Regions from separate parts of the Pan troglodytes genome. Here regions 1 and 3 are each linked to region 2. Evidence: chromatin contacts called from public Hi-C and HiChIP or PLAC-seq data. All regions are on one chromosome and are shown on one strand. Each heading gives the region's core, a stretch centred on a gene start, on an enhancer-like site or on the middle of the called end of the contact. The rest is flanking DNA. Distances are from core to core; before and after follow the strand shown. Region 1 holds the start of MISP3 (MISP family member 3). Region 2 holds the start of NANOS3 (nanos C2HC-type zinc finger 3). Region 3 holds the start of SAMD1 (sterile alpha motif domain containing 1).

Region 1 (3,858 bases), core at 464-2,963, 200 kb after region 2:
AGACAGGGTCTCCCTATATTACCCAGGCTGGTTTCAAGCAATCCTCCTGCCTCGGCCTCCCAAAGTGTTAAAATTACAGGTGTGAGCCACCGTGCCTGGCTGGGATAAACACCTTGGCTTCACTCTCCTCTCTTTCATCAGGTGACCCCAAGGAAGCCAGAGGGGAAGGAAGGTGAAACAGAAGTCTGAGAAGGGGTGCTTGTGAAGTAGAAGGAAATCAGGAGGGGGTGGTGTACCCAAAGACCAAGGAGCTAATGAAGAGGAGGACAGGGAATGAAGTCAGTGATTGAATCTGCCAAACGGACATCATAGGTGCTCTTGTCAGAAAAAGCTCCCAGAAGCCGGGTGCGGTGGCTCATACCTGTAATCCCAGCACTTTGGGAGGCTGAGGCGGGCAGATCATGAGGTCAGGAGTTCGAGACCAGCCTGGCCAACATGGTGAAACCCTGTCTCTACTAAAACTACAAAAAAATTAGCTGGGCGTGGTGGCACACGCCTGTAATATCAGCTACTCCAGAGGCTGAAGCAGGAGAATCGCTTGAACCCGGGAGGCGGAGGTTGCAGTGAGCCAAGATCACACCACTGCACTCCAGCCTGGGCAACCGAGTGAGACTTCGTCTCAAAAAAGAAAAAGAGCCCTTTCATCAATCTTCCCGCGTCCGCCGATTCCTCCTCCTTGGTCGCCGCGTCCTTGGCTGGCGTCAGAAAAATGGCTACAAACTTCCTAGCACATGAGAAGATCTGGTTTGACAAGTTCAAATATGACGACGCAGAAAGGAGATTCTACCAGCAGATGAACGGGCCTGTGGCAGGTGCCTCCCGCCAGGAGAACGGTGCCAGCGTGATCCTCCATGACATTGTGAGAGCCAGAGAGAACATCCAGAAATCCCTGGCTGGAAGCTCAGGCCCCGGGGCCTCCAGTGGCCCCAGCGGAGACCACAGCGAGCTCGTTGTCCGGATCGCCAGTCTGGAAGTGGAGAACCAGAGCCTGCGTGGCGTGGTACAGGAGCTGCAGCAGGCCATCTCCAAGCTGGAGGCCCAGCTGAACGTGCTGGAGAAGAGCTCGCCTGGCCACCGGGCCACGGCCCCGCAGACCCAGCACGTGTCTCCCATGCGCCAAGTGGAGTCCCCGGCCAAGAAGCCAGCCACACCAGCAGAGGATGACGAGGATGATGACATTGACCTGTTTGGCAGCGACAATGAGGAGGAGGACAAGGAGGCGGCACAGCTGCGGGAGGAGTGGCTACGGCAGTACGCGGAGAAGAAGGCCAAGAAGCCTGCACTAGTGGCCAAGTCCTCCATCCTGCTGGATGTCAAGCTTTGGGACGATGAGACGGACATGGCCCAGCTGGAGGCCTGTGTGCGCTCTATCGAGCTGGACGGGCTGGTCTGGGGGACCTCCAAGCTGGTGCCCGTGGGCTACGGTATCCGGAAGCTACAGATTCAGTGTGTGGTGGAGGACGACAAGGTGGGGACAGACTTGCTGGAGGAGGAGATCACTAAATTTGAGGAGCACGTGCAGAGTGTCGATATCGCAGCTTTCAACAAGATCTGAAGCCTGAGTGTGTGTATGTGCGCGCGTGCGTAAGGCCCTGCCACGATTAAAGACTGAGACCGGCAAAAAAAAAAAAAAAAAAAAAAGAAAAAGAAAAAAGAAAGAAAGAAAAGAAAAAGAAAAAGAAAAAAATGTTCCCGTGAAAGGGGGCCAAGAACCCAGCCCAGTTGGCATGGCTGGAGGAAGGACCAGGAGATGATGCAGTGGGGAAGGTGCTATAAAGAAAACTTTTTCCCAGAAGTATACAGCTTATTTATTTATTTATTTATTTTGAGACAGAGTTTTGCTCTTGCTGCCTAGGCTAGAGTGCAGTGGCGTGATCTTGGCTCACTGTAACCTCCACCTCCCAGGTTCAAGTGATTCTCCCACCTCAGCTTCCCGAATAGCTGGGATTACAGGCGCCCACCACCAGGCCTGGCTAATTTTTTTTTTTTGTATTTTTAGTAGAGACGGGGTTTGGCCATGCTGGCCAGGCTGGTTTCGAACTCCTGACCTCAGGTGATCCTCCCGCCTCGGCCTCCCAAAGTGCTGGCATCACGGGCATGAGCCTCCGTGCCCGGCCGGTAACTGTATTTTTCCTTCTGGGCACCCCAGAATGGTGGGGTTGGGGGCAGGTTCTGGGAAGAGTCTGCTTCCATTAGGGGGAAAGTGGAAAACGTCCCTAGGGGAGGGTGGCCCGCGCAAGGGCATCGATCCTGCCCTTGAACCGCATGATCCGGCCCCAGCTGCTCTTTCCCCCTACCCTGGACGCCTCCTGTTTCCTGTCTGGGCCTCCCCAGGCGCCCGGGCCCAAGGTGACCGCCTTTCAACTGCAACCGCTAAGCTGCGCCCACGGCGCACTGTGTCCGTCTCTCCCTCCTCCCTCAATCCGGGAGTGCCCTTGGCAGCGGACACCTCCCGGATTTTTCCGGGAGGAGAAGGGAAGCCGCTTCTCGGCTTGGCGTGGGGGCAGTGGTGCGCGGCTGGGAACCTCGCTGAGCCCAAGCATTGGTAGGGAGACCCCAGCGGCCAGTAAGGCGGCTCCTGGCGCCCCCTCGGGCCGGAGCTGTGCGCTGCAAGGCTGGATCGGAGGGAGGGCCCAGAGGCCTGAGGAGTCGCTGCCTGCCGGCTGGCACGACCAAGCGGGGCTGCCCGGGTCCCGAAAAGACGGCTTCGGGGGACACCTCACCAAGCGGCTAGTGGTTCAGAACCCCAGTCCGACGCGCTGCTGGGCCCAGTCTCCCGGACGATGACGGGGACATGGCTCTGAAAAAGTGCCAGGGTGCGCTCAGTAGAACCCAGCACCCAGAATGGCCCCCCAGAGAGCGGGGCCGGGTCTAAGGAAGCCCTCTTCCAAGAAGTCCCGTGCCCTGAGGTGACTGGGCGCGCTAGCTGATGAAACTGAGTGCCCAACCGAGGCGCCCCTTGTCCCGAGGGCGGGGCCAGGGCGGGGCGGGAGTCCTCCTGGCAGGTGCCGGGGGCGGTGCCCGGCCCTGCCCCCGGGGGCCGTTCCTGGAGGCCAGAGGCGGGTCAGAGAAGCGGCCGGTGCGGGCGACGCCTTGGAACCCACGGGCCGCCACTGCCGCCACAGGTGCCTCACAGTGCCCTCTGTCCTCGCTCTGGGAATCAAAACCCCGGTTGGGAACTGAGGCTTCCGAACTGCTTCCAACCCTGGACACGAAGGCCCCCACCGGCCGGAGAACGAAACCCTGGGGTCATCTGAAGAGGAGGGCCAGGAGTCCCCAGGGCCAGACAGCGAAGCCCCAGAGCTGCTGCGGAGCTGAACACCGAGGTCCCCAAGCCCTCCGCAAAGGACGTGGAGATCCTGGAGCAAGAGAGCGAAGTCCTCGAGCCATCAGTCGAGCAGGACGCAGAGAGCCCCGGGCTGTCCACAGCTGCGGGCTTTGAGAGTCCTGAGCCAGGCAGAGACGACCCTGGGCCGTCCGAAGCGCAAAGGGCGGAGTTCCAGGGGCAGCATCCCCCTCCAGGCCCTAAGACCTCCTCCTCCAGGTCAGGCTCGGAAGCCCCCCACCTGCGTTTTCCGCCGTGCCCCGAGGCTCCCCAGCGTCCCCGGGAGGAGCGGTTCATGGAGACGCCCATCGAGCGCGAAATCCGCCGCAGCTGCGAACGCGAGGAGAGCCTGCGCCGGAGCCGGGGCCTGAGCCCGGGCCGCGCAGGCCGTGAACTCGTCGAGCTGCGCGTGCGGCCGGTGCTCAACCTGCCGGGTCCTGGCCCCGCGCTCCCGCGCGCCCTGGAGCGGGCGCGGGCGGGCGCGCAGATGCAGCGGGACATCGAGCGGGAGGCCCACCGGCAGGCGGCGCTGG
Region 2 (4,105 bases), core at 621-3,120:
TAGAAGGTGCCGGGAGGCGGGAGGGGGGCTTCGGGAGGGCGAGTTAGCCGGGATCGGGCTTGAGGGGGCCTACGAAGTTCGGTTTGGGGGCGTGCCCGGTCGGGGCGGACCTTAGTGGGGGGCTGGGCTTCGTGGGGGCAGGACGCAGTCCCGGGGCGTCTATAGAGCAGGCTTTTGTGGAGGGCTCTAAGGGGGCGGGCCCTAAGGGAGCTGGGCTCTTTGAGGACTGGCTTAGGGGCTTGGCGGCTCCGTGGGAGTCTATATGGGCGGGTTTTAGAGGGAGTGTGTTCTGGGGAACAGGTCAAAAGCGACGGGGCTCTAAGGGGCAGGGCCTGGGCTGGGGCCTTGGCTGGTGGCTCCAGACTGTGGGTGGGGCTCTCGGGGGCGGGGCTCTCGGGGGCGCGTCCTCGGGGGCTGGGCCGGGTCCCGTCGCCACCACCGTGAGGGGTGTGGTGGGGGGGGTGGTTCACGCAGCTCGGCACACTTGGGGGTCCCTCATCTACCTTGGGGTTATGCCAGGCGGTTATTTTGGGCCTCAGTATTCCCCTCGGTGAAATGCCAGGGGCCAGGAAATTACTTATTTTTTTGCGACGACGGGGTCTCGTCCTGTCACCCAGGCTGGAATACAGTGGCGCGATCACGGCTCACTGCAGCCTCGAGCCTCGAACTCTTGGGGTCCAAGCGATCCTCCCATCTCAGACTCCTAAGTAGCTAAGACTACAGGCTCACTACACCACACCCAGCTAATTTTTTTGTAGGGACAGGTATCTCGCTATGTTGCTCAGGCTGGTCTCCATCTCCTGGGCTCAAAAGATCCTCCCGCCTCAGCCTCCCAAAATACTGAATTACAGGCCTGAGCCGCAGCACCCGGCTAGGCCGTCCGCAGACCCAGGTCAGGGGCGAAGGCGCGCTCGCCCATCCCTGGTCGTCACTGCTTGGCTTGCGGGGGGTGGGAGATAGGGGTGCGTACCTGTAGGCCTGGGGGCACCCGGGGCGGGGGGTTGGTCGCCGAACTCTGTGCGATCACTGGAGGAAGGGACTGGGGGTCATTTGAGGGATGAGGAAATGGAGAGGGGGCGCCGCAGCCGGTTTTGAGGCCCAAGGGGCAGCCCCCACGTGGCTGCGCGGACTCCCTCCGGAAGTGCCCGAGTTCAGATGCTGTGTGACCGCGCACGCGGGGCGAGCGACGCCCTCTCTGAACCTCCTGCCTCTTCCCTGTCTAGTGGGGCCCCAGTGCACTTGTAAAGTGGAGAGACCTGACGACCCCCCACCCCCAAGCGCTCCACTCACGCTGTTGTGATTCCTAAACCATCGTGCCCGGAACTCAGTGAAGCTCCCAGAACGTATTACATTGTATTAAAATGGCTTGTTTATCTCCACGTTGCATCAATGCCCTCGGGGCCAGGATCCTCCGTTGCCAGACTTCCCGGGAACACTTGGAATGCCTCCTCCACCTCGGACTAGCAGTGGCCTTTGGCCTCAGTCTCCCCAGTTGACAAAGGGGGGTAATCTGCACCTCCAGGATCACTTTGTGAATTACTTAAGGAGCGGGCTTGAGGCCAGCACTCCCCTGCACTGCTACATCTCCATCCCCATAGCAAAGGCTACATTTTATTTACTATCATTTATATTTGCCTTGTGTTTTTCCCAGATCTAGGTGCAAACAGCACCTGAAAAGCGTTTGTTTATTTCATGAGAGAAAAGGGGTTCCTTACTCTCTCCTCCTCTCCCTCTTCATGCTCTCTGGTTCCCTGCCACCTACCCCACCCCCGACTCCAGGTCCCGGAAAATTTGCCAAGGGTTTGGGGGAACATTCAACCTGTCGGTGAGTTTGGGCAGCTCAGGCAAACCATCGACCGTTGAGTGGACCCTGAGGCCTGGAATTGCCATCCTCCTGCCGGTGACTCTGACCTTCCAGATCTAGGGGGGCCTGGGGAGCCCCCAATCCAGCCTGGGCACGTCCCCTCCCCTAGGCCACAGCCGAGGTCACAATCAACATTCATTGTTGTCGGTGGGTTGTGAGGACCGAGGCCAGACCCACCGGGGGATGAATGTCACTGTGGCTGGGCCAGACATGGCTTAAGGGGAATGGGGACTGGGGACAGGACCCCCCACCGCCACAGTCACTCAGCCTGTTTTTTGCCCTGACCCCAACCACTCCTCTTTGGAGAGGAGAGCTGGTGTCTGGAATCTGGATGGACTCTGGCTGGATTTGGGATTAAATATTAGAGGGTTGGGGGTAAACAGGCTGGGGCAGGGCAGCTAAAATCCCCCCCCACTTTTTGTTTTTAAGACAGAGTCTCACTCTGTTGCCTAGGCTGGAGTGCAGTGGCCCAATCTCAGCTCACTGCAACCTCTGCCTCCAGGGTTTGAGTGATTCTCTGGCCTCAGCCTCCCAAGTAGCTGGGATTACAGGCATCTGCCACCACGGTGGGCTAATTTTTGTATTTTTAGTAGAGACGAGATTTCACTGTGTTGGCCAGGCTGGTCTCAAACTCCTGACCTCAAGTAATCCTCCCACCTCGGCCTCCCAAAGTGCTGGGATTACAGGCATTAGCCACCTTGCCTGGCCTAAAACCCCTTTCTGAAATGTGGGTGGTAAGTTCTGCTCCGTGGAGTGCTCCATAGTTTTTTTAAATTAGAGACAGGATCTCGCTCTTGTCACCCAGGCTGGAGTGCAATGGTGTGACCTTAGCTCACTGCAGCCTCTAATAACTGGAGTCAAGCGTTGATCCTCCCGCCTCAGCCTCCCCAGTAGCCGGAACCACGGGCACGCGCCACCACACCCAGCTTATTTCGAAAAAGTGTTTTTGTAGGAACAGGGTCTCAAAACGTTGCCCAGGCTGGTCTCCAACTCCTAGGTTCAAGCAATCCTCCTCGGCCTCTCAAAATGAGCCACAGTGCCTGGCCAATAAAAGTTTCTTAAATGAATGGATGGGTGGATGAGCTGTGTAAGCGGCACAGCGTCTCTCCTGTGTCCAAGTCCTGAGCACACCCTACCCTCCTGGGACTGAGCTCAGATCTCATCTGGGGGAGGACATTGAAGACCTGTAGGTACTAGGGGTCCCCTCCTAACAGCCCAACTTGGTATCCCCCACCTCCCAACTCCAGAGGGTTCTTTCTCACCCCTCTGCAGCCCCCGCCAGGAAAGGGCTCCCTCCCCAGCACCTAGCCTCAGGGGGCCCCAGTAACTAGAAGAAGGAGGCAGATGTGGTGCTTTTTGTTGTTGTTGTTGTTGTTTTGTTGTTTTGAGACAGAGTCTTACTCTGTTTCCCAGGCTGGAGTGCAGTGGCTTGATCTTGGCTCACCGCAACCTCTGCCTCCTGGGTTCAAGCAATTCTTCTGCCTCAGCCTCCTGAGTAGCTGGGATCACAGGCACCCGCCACCATGCCCAGCTAATTTTGTGTGTGTGTGTGTATTTTTAGTAGAGACAGGGTTTCACCATGTTAGCCAGGCTGGTCTCGAACTCTTGACCTCAGGTGATCCGCCTGTATTGGCCTCCCAAACTGTTGGGATTACAGGCATGAGCCACCACTCCCTGGCCTGGTGCATGTCTTTATAAATAACTGGATGGGCAGGTGGCTTCACACCTCAGTTTGCTCATCCATTCAATGGGGGTTCCACTAAGACAACCGATGTGAAAACTCTTGGAGGGAGACCAGAGCTGGGGGCCGGGGGACATGATCCTTCCCCCCTACCCCCGCAACCAGCCCATGAGCCTGGGACTACCACACTCCTTTCAGAGACAGCTGGAGCATCAGCAACTTCCCCCCTGGATACACACACACACAAAGAGCCCAGGGGCACCTGGCCACTCCCCCGCCCAGGGGAAGGAAGAAAAAGTTATAAAGAAGTTACTAAGTTAACTTCTTTAAGTTACTGGTAACTGCTAGTCTTTGGGGGTGGGGTTTCCAACCCATTCTCCCCATCCTCCAGTGGGGCTGGAGGGCTAAGGACTCCTACAAGGAGGGGAGGCAGGGTAGCCCCCCAATTCCCTGGAGGTGTGTACGTGGGGGTGTGGTGCACATCGCAGGATGCCCCCACACACACCCTGTGTCCTGTAGTCCCCCGGCACAGCCAGAGGCCATACAGCCCTTTAGGAGGA
Region 3 (3,863 bases), core at 126-2,625, 220 kb after region 2:
CCCGCAGGCTCACGGGCCGCGCCGCGCCGCCGGCCCGCACCGCGCCCCCCTCCGGCGGCGGCTGTGGCTGCGGCGGCGGCGGCTGCTGCTGCTGTGGCGGCGCCGGCGGCTGTGGCGGCGGCGGCAGCGGCGGCTCCCGGGCGGCGACGGCGGGCGGGGGGGCGCGGCGCGGGCCGGCCGGGGGCGCCACCGCCGGGGGAGCGGCTGGCGCGGGCGGCGGCGCGGCCAGGGGCGCGGCCCGCTGCGCGCGGGGGCCCGGCTGCGCGGGGCCAGGCGAGGGGGGCGCTGTGGCGGCGGCGGCGGCCGCGCGGGGCGCCCGGGCCGGGGCGGCGGCGGCGACGGGCGCGGGCGGTGGCGGCGGGGCGGGCGTGGGCGGCGGCGCGGCGGCGGCGGCGGGGGCCCCGCGGGGGGCGCGCGGCGGGGCCGGCGGGGTGGCTCCGCGCCGGGGCGGCTGGACGCGCGCCGCGTTGCGGTACGAGATGCTCCCCTTGTAGCTGACCCGGAGCACGGCGCGCTGCTGGATCAGTTTCTCGAGCTCGGCGCGCGTGCGCTCCGGCTCCGGGCCGTGCCGCCGCCGCACCATCCGGCAGATGCGCTCCAGGTCCGGCCGCGCCTTGCGCGAGCGCAGCGAGTCGATGGTGTCCAGGATCCACTCTTGGTAGTGCGGAGAAGCGGCGGACGACGAGGCGGCGGCCGCCGTGGTGGCGGCCGCCGCCGTCTCCGGCGGGGGTAGGGCCGGGGGCCCCGCCATGCCTCCCGCCCGGCCCGGCTGCACCGTGCGCGCTGCCTCCCTCCCAGCGCGGCGCCCCCCTCCCCGGCTCCCCTCCCTCCGCCGCTGCCCGCCTCCTCCGCCTCCCCCCCCGGGGGGCGCAGCGCCTCGGCGGAGCGGCGGCGGCGCTGCTGTTTCTTTGCAAAAAAAAAAAAAAAAGAGAGAGAGAGGGAGCGAGAGAGAGAGAGAGAGGAAAAAACAGTGAGAGAGAAAGAAAAGAGAGAAAAAAATATGCACACACTCACTCACTCGCACGCACGCACACACAGACCCGCTTCTGCTGGGCGCGCGCGGGGCCGGGGATGCGAGGGGGAGGAGGGGAGCGCGGCGCGGCCGGCCCCTCCCCGCCGCCGCCGCCGCCGCACGCGCGCCCTGCGCCCGGGACACTCCGGCCCCCCTTCCTTCCCTCCCTCCCTCCCCCCCGCCGCCCGCCTTCCTCCCTCCCACCCCCACGCGCCCGCTTTTAAGGTGGAGCCCGGGCCCCCCGCCCGCCCCCTTTACCCTGCGCTCTCGCTCACTCCGGCTCGCTCCGGCCCCCCCTTACAACTCCCGCGCGCTTTTTAAGGAGGCGCCGCGGAGTTGGCGCCGGGGCGGGGGCGGGGGAAAGCGACGGGCGGGGGAGGGGGAGGGGAGTGCCGGGGGGAGGGGAGAGGGGGCGGGCAGGGCGGGCGGGCGGCGCTCGGCCGCCCTCCAGCCATTGGGCGCGGGACCCAGACGTCCCCGGCGCCCAGCCCCCCTCTCCACGCCTCTCCAGCGCGCTCCGCTCTCGGGACCGCACTTACCGGGAACTCGCCGCCCGCGGGCCGGGGCTGCCGCGCTCGCAGGGTGCTGCGGGGACCCTCCTGCTGCCGCCGCCCCCGCGTCCCTCAGGCGCGCCTGGCCCGGCGCTGAGGATGCGGGAAGGGGGGCGCGCACCCTCTCCGCCTTCTACTCCCCCTGCCAGGGCCGCCCCCGCCGCCGCTCGGCCTCCTGGCGCGCCAGCCCCAGCGCCTCCCTAGAGCGCCCTCTCGGTCCCGGGCTGGACGCCGAGGGGGCGCGCCGCAGATTTGGGGACCCCGAATCTGGGGTCAAAGGGCAGTTTGACGCTCGTTTCTCCTGCGGGGCCGAAGGAGTGCCGGAATTTCAGCTAAACCCTGGTTACAAGGACTTCAAGCCAGGACCTGATCGGCCTGCACGCTGGGGTCCGAAATTCCCTTTCCAACCCCCTGGGGGTGTGTGGGTGGGTGATCGAAGTCGAGAACACCAGCGACACTTTTTTTTTTAAACAAAACTTTATTGGTAATAGTTTTCAAATATGTTTACAACAGCACACTGTTCAAGAGGAAGTCTCGTCCTTCGCAGCACACAGGTTGAATCGCCCCCGCACCCACCCGGGGCCCCACCCCAGGCCTGAGAACTCCTCCTGGGATGGGGAGAAGTTATGAGAGGGGGAAATACGGGGATGAATGGGGTGGCTCCCCAGCGGCTCCCCACTTTTACGAGAGAAAAAAGCACAAATGAGAAAGTGGGGGAGAGGTGATGGACAGCTGACAGCTAAGCTGGAGGAGGGGCGCCCAGGATGGGGGAGGCGGAAGCTGGTGGGTGAGTAAAACAGGCAGCCCCTCCCCAGCAGCTCTAGCCTTGAACCCCGGGCCGTGGCTTGGGGGGACTTGGCCTCTTCTGTTCCCTTTTGCAGGGATGCCCTCCCCACTCAGCTGAGGGAAGGCTGGACGTTAAAATCTAGCGGAGAATAAAATTAAGGAGTTGGGGGAAAACGCTGCTGGGAGGAAAGACTTGGGCTTGGGGCTCCCCCTCTGTCTTTTTGGGGGATGACTCCTCTTTGGCAGGGAGAGGGGCAGCTGCTTTGTCTGGCTTTCAAAGCCCAAGGGTGAAGACAGATCTGTTGGGGAAGAAGAGAGCGGAGGCTTCCTAAAGGGGCCTAGACCCTCGCAGGATTGGCAGAGAGGATTCCCCGGGGAGGGGCCCAGGGGAGATTAGCAGCGGGGAGGTTCAAACCCCAGCGCCTCCCTTTCCAAAGTCAGTCTGCTTCTCTTTAAAATGGATTTGAGGAATGGGGGGACATGGGAGGGGTGGGAGTAGAGGAAGGAGGGAGGGAGGCACTGGTGGAACTTAAATAAGATTTTAAATTGTTGTTTTTTTAAAAAAATTCTAGCAAGCAACCCACTGAACATGTCACTAAAAATCTCTCCTTCCCAGGCAGGATTACTCCGAAAGGAAGGTTGGCGCTTCGTTCATTTGCCCTTAGCAAGTGGGGCCTGTGGTTGGGTGGGATGGGGGTGTGGGTGGGGGCTGGAGTTAAGCGTGAGCCCCTCTTTCCATACCCTGTCCCTGGATACACCAGCAAGACCTGGTCTGACTGGAGTTGAGAAACTCGTTTAAAACAGGCAGAAGTGGGCTGGGAGGGCTGAGGGGCTGGGGGGCTGTGGGGAAGGAGGAAGGGAAAAGTGGGAGAGGGGGCAGGAGGGTGAAGGGGATGAGGGGGAGCAGCTGGTGTTTCTGTCCCTCTGATTATCTGGGCTTCCTGCTCCCCCTAACCCTGGAGGGTGGGGTGGGGGTGAAATTAGATGCAAGGAACTCTGGGGCCCTCTGGCTGTTCAATCCAACCCTCCCACCCCCCCGACCAAAAAAAAGAAAAAAGAAAAAACCCATGGGGGCACAGGCACGCCCCTAAAACTCAGAAAACTCCTTGCCACACTTCTCATTGATGGAGACCCGGATTTCTTCTTCCTCATAGTCGTCAAAGTTACTCGTATCCCCAGGGCCTTTAAACTTTGGTATGAAGGGAGCTTCCACCTGGAGAGGGATCAAGAATCACCCAAACCTCAGCATTCAACATAATCATTATTACAACAATAAATGCGAATGGCCTAACATTCAAGAGATATTTACTCTGACTCAGGCCTGTGCTTACCATTAGGTTATGGATTCCTCTTAAGAGCCCGAAACTCTTAATGTAGCAACTCATCAAAGGGGAAATTACTTCCCAGAGAGAGGCATCTGTTGCACAAGGTCATGGAATGGCCAAATGACCCCAGAATCCCATTTCTAGACCCCACTGCTCTAAGCTCTCTACTCTAGGTTGCTCCTGAACCTG

What was found. A called contact is a pair of places that touch in the nucleus more often than the background predicts. HiChIP or PLAC-seq counts read pairs in DNA pulled down with a chosen protein or histone mark.
Region 1: a Hi-C map of stem cell-derived neural progenitor cells shows a contact between it and region 2, with 6 times the contacts expected there. The contact joins the promoter of MISP3 here to the promoter of NANOS3 in region 2. A contact is called at or near these places in 4 of 7 Hi-C or Micro-C datasets (blood, induced pluripotent stem cells and stem cell-derived neural progenitor cells), 1 of 1 datasets of contacts at active chromatin or transcription factors (stem cell-derived excitatory neurons) and 1 of 1 other capture datasets (stem cell-derived neural stem cells).
Region 3: an H3K4me3 HiChIP or PLAC-seq map of stem cell-derived excitatory neurons shows a contact between it and region 2, with 11 times the contacts expected there. The contact joins the promoter of SAMD1 here to the promoter of NANOS3 in region 2. A contact is called at or near these places in 1 of 1 datasets of contacts at active chromatin or transcription factors (stem cell-derived excitatory neurons) and 1 of 1 other capture datasets (stem cell-derived neural stem cells).

What each region holds. Positions count from the first base shown.
Region 1 is chr20:16,765,936-16,769,793 of NHGRI_mPanTro3-v2.0_pri, forward strand. MISP3 (MISP family member 3) reads left to right here and starts at 1,714. Exons shown (of 2, transcript XM_063800580.1): 1 at 1,714-3,858. The coding sequence starts at 3,621. It overlaps LOC455775 (elongation factor 1-delta), which reads left to right and starts at 611. Exons shown (of 1, transcript XM_009434877.5): 1 at 611-1,687. The coding sequence starts at 710. The coding sequence ends at 1,555. It overlaps MIR1199 (microRNA mir-1199), which reads left to right and starts at 3,672; the gene lies at 3,672-3,790.
Region 2 is chr20:16,566,906-16,571,010 of NHGRI_mPanTro3-v2.0_pri, forward strand. NANOS3 (nanos C2HC-type zinc finger 3) reads left to right here and starts at 1,871. Exons shown (of 2, transcript XM_001171060.7): 1 at 1,871-4,105. MIR181C (microRNA mir-181c) reads left to right here and starts at 1,784; the gene lies at 1,784-1,893. MIR181D (microRNA mir-181d) reads left to right here and starts at 1,961; the gene lies at 1,961-2,096.
Region 3 is chr20:16,786,205-16,790,067 of NHGRI_mPanTro3-v2.0_pri, forward strand. SAMD1 (sterile alpha motif domain containing 1) reads right to left here and starts at 1,376. Exons shown (of 6, transcript XM_003316155.7): 1 at 1,271-1,376; 2 at 1-906. The coding sequence starts at 751. All of the region lies in intron 1 of MISP3 (MISP family member 3), which reads left to right. PRKACA (protein kinase cAMP-activated catalytic subunit alpha) reads right to left here. Exons shown (of 10, transcript XM_024351904.2): 10 at 2,022-3,562. The coding sequence ends at 3,437.